Regions from separate parts of the Gossypium hirsutum genome. Here region 2 is linked to region 1. The links are chromatin contacts, called in public Hi-C maps. All regions are on one chromosome and are shown on one strand. Each heading gives the region's core, a stretch centred on a gene start, on an enhancer-like site or on the middle of the called end of the contact. The rest is flanking DNA. Distances are from core to core; before and after follow the strand shown.

Region 1 (3,934 bases), core at 1,051-3,550:
ACGAATAAAAATATATATAATATATATAATAGCAAAAAAGTTCTAAAAAATTGCTTAAAATATATATATGATTTAAAATAACATAAAATTATGTAAAATTACAAAAAAAATAGAAAATTATAAAAACTATTTGAAAACTATAAAATATTATAAATATATAAAATAAATTTAAAAATATGAAACAAATTTAAAAAACCCAAAACTTTTCCACATGAATGTTGTATCTAATACAAAATGTAATGTCATATATAGAATATTATCAATTGAAGGCTTATGTCTACTTATGTACAGCGCGGAGTTAGGAAATTCTTTTTGAGAGGATTGAAATTAAATTATATATTTTTATAATAATAAAAATATAATTTTATTATTTTAATAGTTTATATTTTTATATTTTTTAAATAATCAAATTAAATTTTTATTATTTTTAATAAATTAAATTATTTTATCATTATTAATTTAAAATTTTATAAATTATAAAAATATTAGATAAAGATTTCTCCATGGAGGGAGTCGAGCCGAGCCCGTGTAAGCACCCTAACTCAGCCACTGCTTATGTAAGTCTCATGTCTATAAAAGTTAATAAGCGATAAAAAATTTGAAACTAGTTCATTTTCTCATCTCCGCTTATACTCTCAATATTATCAATATTGAAAATTTGACACCAAAATAAATAGCTCTCCAATTTATTTATCAACTTAGAGAATGTAAAGTAATCTAGTGTATAATTTGAGTAGGAAAAACATAAATATGTATTACAATAATGGTTACTTGTACCAAAAAAAAAAATGTTTTTCATTGGTCAATTTTGTTCATCAATTGGGTCTTAGTTTATTTACGAGATGGTTAAAAATTCAATCTTTTCATAAAGTAAATTGTATTATTATGAGTGTATTTTTTATCTTTTTATATTTTGGTTAAAATTTGTTATTAATCCTTATACTTCTATAGAATTTGAGATTTAGTCACTGAATTTTAAAAGTTAAAAATTCTATCATTTTATTTTTTTAATTTAAAAATTTTAGTCCGATCATTATTATTGTTGATAGCTTCTATAAGAATTTGTCAAACTAATATGTTTATTTTTCGTTGATCATATACCACGTCATATGAGGGCAACCTAATTAATATGCCGAGTTGAAAAAGTTTTGAAAAAAAATGCTAACAATGTTAATGATTGGACTAGGATTTTAAAATTATAAAAACATGAAGACTTAATTTTTAACTTTTTAAGTACATGTATGAAATCTCAAATGTTATCAAATACAGGGGCTAACAATATGTTTAAACATTATATTTTTATAAATCAATAAAAAAATTTTACATAGAATAAGATTTGAATCAAAGAAACATGGAATTTAAATCTTCAACTTTACTATTTTAACCAAAACATGAATTCTTAAAATTATATTATAAAAAATAAATGTGGAATTTGATTAAAATGATAAAATTGAAGTGATGTTGAAGCTGGTTATTTTCATAGATTTAAAATCTTGATATTTCTTAGAAAAATGAATTTTTAGTTGTTATATTTTAAACGTAATTTCTTAAAAATAAACTATGTTTTTTTTAGATAAATAGTTATTTTGGAAGGTTATTTATTAGTATGGATAAAAAGGAAAACAAAAGGTCGTAGTTTCAGATAATAATAATAATAATAAGAGAGTAAAAATTAAAGGAGAAATTAGGTAACTTACACATCGTCTTTGTTGAAAGAGAGAAATAATGGATATAGTTTTATTTAAATGAAATGACTAACCTAATGTGGTGTGGCTTTTATATCTGATTAATTAAGTTAGTACTACCAGCTAATTTGAATCTAACTTGATTATATACATTATTTATATAATAAAATATTTAAATAAAACAATTAAAACTAAAATATTTAGGAATTGAACCAAAGCTAAAAAAAAAATTTATTTATAAATTTTTCAACTCAATTCAACCAATAATATTATTAATATAAATATAAATTAAGATTTTATATTAAAAAAAAATTGTAAAAACCGGAATCCATTGAAAAAGTAAAATAAATAGGATGATGACATCACCACCTAAATCCAACGACTCAAAATTCAAAAAAAGTTAAAACACAAAAATCAAGGTAATCATACTTAGATTCGGGGTTTAGCCCATCCTTTTTCTTTCAATTTAAATAAAACAGGCGGACCCCCGATTTTTGATTTTTTAAACTGGTGTTGAGAATGTCCATCACAATTGTGGAAACCACATCCTCTACGGTGGGACCCTCCAACCGCTATGACTATTATTAAATTAAGTCTAATAATCATGATTATTTGAATGAGATAAGTTTTACTTTTACCCTTTTCAAACACTCACCAACGGTAAACCTCAAGTAAGTAAAAGTAATAATACGAGTCATGGCCGCTAATCTCTTAATTACTGCATAATTTATACTTCCCATTAAATTATTTTTTCTTTTCTTTCTCTTTACCTTCCTGATTTTCTTGCACACCATGATTCTTTTTCTTTCTTCCATTTGTTGATCTGCCACTTTGGTCTCGATCTTTGTCTTAAATGGGCACTTGAGATCATAAAGACAGGATTTGAAGTGGGAAAATAAGGATTTTTAAAGATTGTAACTTTAAGGGGAAATTTTTGGAGCTGGGTTTTTCTTTTTATTTGGTTAAGTGGAGTAAATTTTGAAGAATTATATTCAATTTTGGGTTTTTTTTTTTATTCTGGGTTTTGATTATGGGTGGGTGTTTTCCTTGTTTTGGATCATCGAACAAGGCAGGCAGTAATGGTGGGGGCAGTGTGAAAGAACTGAGCAAAAAGGATTCAACTAAAGACAGCTCAGTTGGACAGCCTCATCATGTTAACAGAGTTAATTCTGGTAAAATGTTTTTCTTTTTCTTACCCAAATTTCACTCTGTTTTATGCAGCAGCTGGAGAATGTTGAAATCTCTGTTTTTTATGAGTTTGTTTTCAAGTTTTCGATGACATTTAGCTGTTAGAATATGTTGGTGGTTTGATCTGATACATCAATGGTTGTTTTAGGGTGTTTGATCGATTTAGATGGTTTATCAATATATCTTTGAGTGTTTATATGAATTAATAGTTAGTTATTCTTTTGTTGGTAAAATAGTTTGAATTCTACTTAGATGAAGGGCTTCGTGACTGCCCAATATAGGTATGTTTCTTGCACAAGTATGGTTAGAATTTACAAATTTTTTTCATATATTTGGAGGTCATATATTCATATCCATGTGTTGCAAAAGGGTACTCAAAGAAGAATGAAGAATCCAGGCTACATAGTTCGTAAGTCTGGTTTTAGGTTTAGGAATGCAGATTTTCTCATTTTCTTTAAAATTCTTGTTCATCCACAATCATTAAGCTAACATAGACTAAATGCTAGTAAATTCATTTTAACTGTCTCCTATATTCCTTTTAGAATGTAAAATGCAGTTTCTAAGTCATGAATTCACAACTGTTTACATTCATCTCGGACTTGGTATTCTATTGAAGAAGTATATTACACAATTCTAATGTTATAAAAGGTTCAATCTTTATTTCAAGGTGACTTAGTTTTCTTGCGGTTGAAAGTTTAAACTTGCATTGAGCGCTTATGTTCACTTTATGCCACAATTACTGGAATGCAGCTTTTTAACTTTTCTTTTTCCCTTTTAATTGTAATAGTTCTATTGTTTACTGTCATCCTTTCATTTTCTCCGATGTATCTGATTCACTTCTTTGAACAGACAAATCAAAATCTCGGAGTGTTTCTGATCCTAAGAAGGAACCTGCAGTACCTAAAGATGGACCAACAGCAAATATTGCAGCACAAACATTTACCTTCCGAGAGCTTGCTGCTGCCACGAAGAACTTTAGGCCAGAATGTCTATTAGGAGAAGGGGGGTTTGGACGTGTTTATAAGGGCCGCTTGGAGAGTACTGGACAGGTCTGTAAGAGA
Region 2 (3,934 bases), core at 760-3,259, 290 kb before region 1:
CTTGGCGACAAGTAAAGCTTCGATGATGCCATGGTCCAAGAAAAAGTGTCGAAATTAAGAACCTGCACATCATCTAACAATCCGTTTGCAGATTCACCACCAACCACTATCATCTTGTTCCCGACAACAGTGGCAGCATGCTACTCAAGGAACACAAAAATATTTCAGCATTTCCGTCATATCCGATATACAAAATTTGAATTAAGTCATTAACCCTAAGATATGAAGCAATCAGACAAATGGAAAACATCGATATACATATATATATATTACATTAAAGCGTGGCACAGGCGTTTCTCCAGCAACTGACAATACCATCCAATTCTCGGAGTTCCCTGATGAATTAATAACAGGGGCAGGAGGACAGTGGGATTCAAGTTCATCAGAATGATTAACAGCAAGCATAGCAGACTCAACCTGAAACACATTTGAAGGCTTTAGCAACTTATACACGCTATGTTCCTTGGACTCTTCATTTTCTTTAAGTACTCATATTGGAGGCATGGGGAGATGAACTCCAAATATATGAAAAAACATAGAAAAATCTAACCATACGATAATGTATGCATAGCCATATCCAACACACCGAGACCGAGTAATATATTATACACATGCCGACTGTTACAAAACAGAAATTCAAACATGTCAAAAGCCTCACATTTGAATTGTTGCTTTGTTTGGGCGGTCTCGTAGGACTTTTAATTCCATTGGCGGACTCTGAAAGCTGTACTTTCTTCACTCTAAATCAACACAAAAATATACTAAAAATAAGTGAACAATGTTCAGCAACAAGAGGTCTTCTTCATGAAAACAAAAGATGTGGGATTTGGGGAAATATTTAATCAAGTTTGCATCCTTTATCCACCAAGTTTCTTTATTGACATAAAGGTAAAAAGAACATAAATTTTAATAAAAAATAGAAAATGATATATATGGGAAGAAGAAACTGACCTGCCAAGCTTCATGCGTCTACGAGAAAAGCTAAACATTTTCACCAAAGCAAAGCAAAACTCTTTCAATCAAAAACCAGGAAATAAAGCCCTAAAATTTCCACAAAAAATGAAGCTACATTATCATCAAGGAAACAGCGTAAAACAACAAAAAAGCCTAACACTTCCTTTATCAAAGTTCTGTTTTTTTATTTTTTTTTCAAATAAAAACAAAGTACAATCGGGTCATATGTTAAACCAGAGACAAAAAGGTTTGACCTTTAAACTTGGACTTGAGCTGTTTGAGAATAAAAAAAAGGAAAATGAAATAAAATTAATTGGCCATTGAGGAAATGAAGGTAGATGAGGAAGAAAGTAGTTGAAGCATTAGCTTGGGAGTGTGAAAGAACACTAAGAAGGTGCACATTGAAGAAGTGAACTGTACTTCTGCAAATAGTGATGATAGAGAGAGAAAGACAAAGTACCGGGTCGTCTTGTCCTGTTGTGTTTTGTTTGATTTATGAGATCCTTTGCCAAGATTTGCTTTGGAAGGTCCCTCTAACAACCTACAGATAATAGTGGTAGCTAGCTACTTAGCTTAATACAAAGAAAACTAAAACTATGTAATAAAAACTTAAATTACAATTAAAATGGAAACAAAAGAACTTACTTTCATTCCAACCACCCATTTTCTTTTCCAGTTTTTACTATTTCCATGCGGGTGACTAAGGAAGAGTGAGAAATAACATGGGAAATTTGAATAAGTTTCTGTGTCAAAAAAGATGGCAAAAATAACGAGACCATGTTAAAAAAATACGTGTAGTTTTGTTGTTTAGTGTAAAGCTTTGATGGTCGAGCCTCGAGGCATTTAATGGCGAGCGGCAGTGGGCTCCATTACAAAGGATCCATCTCTCTCGGGAATTGCGTGCCGCTGCCATCACTGCCTCTGCCTGCTATAACTTTTCATCACACTGTACCATCTTCTCTCTATACTTTACAACAATACATTATCAATCCTGGCCCATTTACTCCAAAAATTTTGCAACCCAAATCCATTTATCTTTTTCGAAATGCCCATTTATATGCATGGTAGCAACTCCCAAGTATTATTTTCACAAATTTTCGCTACAAATATTAATGCTCTTTATTTTATATTTGTGAACTTAAAATTTTTTCAAGTCTACTTATATAATAAATTGTTAATCCAAATTTATTCATTATTTTTAACTTTAAAAAATATATTTATATTGTTTTTAATTTAGTATTTAGTATTTTTTATTTTTTTATTTATAAAATTTTATATATAGATATCATAACATTTTTTAAATGTTTATATTAAAGTAGTATATATTACAAAGTTAGAAAAATGAGTTGGGCTAGACTCGAGCCTTGATTATTTTAATCCAAGTCTAATCTATATTTAAATTAATCTAATTTTTTTCAAGTCAATTTTTTAAATTTAATATATTTTTTAAAATTCTCTCAATTTTCAAAGGATTCTTTACCGTTTGTTAGAAAAAAAAAAGATTAATGTAAATGTAAATCGCAACTTTTATTACTCAAAAACATAATTAGTACATTACCAAAAAGATAACATACCCACTCACTAAGAGAACTCGTTAATTAGTAGTGCTCACTGTTAATTAGACCTGAAATCTACACTCTCATGGATCTAATTTATGTGATTATATATAATAATATATAATAATCACAATTTTATTAGTGCCTTGGCATGCAAGTTAGTGGATTAATTTTTGAATTAAACCCAAAGTGCCCCTACTCTTCTAAGCATTGGAATTAAGGCTCGATTAAGATGAAGACTCATGACCTCATTAGCTCCACCAACGAATTCTCCACCAATGAAGACGGCTGGAACAGAAGGGTTGCAACCGAGCCTCGAAAGAGTTTGTTCGATTTCACGTCCTCTAGAAATCTCATCGAGTTCGTGAACCGCAGGGTTGACACCAAAGTCGTAGAAAAGGGTTTTGATGGTGTGGGACATGCAACACGAACTCTTGCTGAAGATCACCACTGGCTTCTCGGATGCCAACTTTGTCACTCTCTCCATTTGATATACTATGCGGAAAACAATGCCAAAAGTTAGGACGGGTTTTGCAAGTGAGAGGCTAAATGTATAGCTGTTGTTGAGATTGTGAAGTGCTTTGAATGCTCAACACCCACTGGTTTATATAGGGTTTTTGAGGAATCTGGTGGTGTTTAGTCGGCAAGAAAGCAAGTTTCCCTTTTTTGTTGGAAATGAAAATGAAAAAATAAAAGGAAAGCATCAGAAAATTGTTCGATTAGATCATAAAATAAAGCGATCAAATGCTGAACAAAAAAGAAGGATAGAGCAGCATCACGAATCTTTCTTTGCATACGGAATTGGTGTCCTTTGTACGGTGAAACGTTATAATTTTTACCAACTTTCATCGTTTTATTCATATTTTTCTTGGTAAAAAATTACTATGGAAATATTTATATAATAGAAGTCAGATTGCATTTTATCTATTCTACTAAAAAATGAGTAAATTAGTCCTTATACAGTTAGATTAAATAGAGAAGAAGTCCTTTTGCTAAAAAAAAATTCATCTATTTTTACAATTAACACTGGTCCCTGTACACGTACATCAACATGATATATATGTGGCACGCTATATGTCACACTCTGGTTATTTTGTTAAACACATTAATTTTTAATAGTAAAAATAGATGAACTTTTTAATAGAAAAAATTAATTTACTATTTAATCTAATGTACATGAACTAATTTACACCTTTTTTAATAGAGAGACAAAATATAATCTTACTCTCAGTACAATGGCCTCTATAATACTTTTACCTTTTTTTTTCAATTTTAGATTTAATTTTCATTTATCTTCAAAACCTTAACCTTTTCTCTCTATATCAAAAACTAAATTATTCTCTTAGTAACAATACATTAACATTTTAGATTAATATTATATATATATCCAATTTATCATATTTTGATTGTGACCAATCTTTTAA

What was found. A called contact is a pair of places that touch in the nucleus more often than the background predicts.
Region 2: a Hi-C map of hypocotyl shows a contact between it and region 1, with 3 times the contacts expected there. The contact joins the promoter of LOC107920523 here to the promoter of LOC107896739 in region 1. A contact is called at or near these places in 9 of 34 Hi-C or Micro-C datasets (anther, fibers, hypocotyl and 1 more).

The regions. Positions count from the first base shown.
Region 1 is chrA10:93,879,521-93,883,454 of Gossypium_hirsutum_v2.1, reverse strand. LOC107896739 (serine/threonine-protein kinase PBL27) reads left to right here and starts at 2,300. Exons shown (of 5, transcript XM_016822004.2): 1 at 2,300-2,857; 2 at 3,723-3,922. The coding sequence starts at 2,716.
Region 2 is chrA10:94,165,252-94,169,185 of Gossypium_hirsutum_v2.1, reverse strand. LOC107920523 (acyl-CoA-binding domain-containing protein 6) reads right to left here and starts at 2,009. Exons shown (of 17, transcript XM_016850270.2): 1 at 1,600-2,009; 2 at 1,415-1,495; 3 at 952-1,041; 4 at 659-740; 5 at 274-417; 6 at 1-140. The coding sequence starts at 989. LOC107919524 (monothiol glutaredoxin-S2) reads right to left here and starts at 3,112. Exons shown (of 1, transcript XM_016848972.2): 1 at 2,463-3,112. The coding sequence starts at 2,997. The coding sequence ends at 2,689.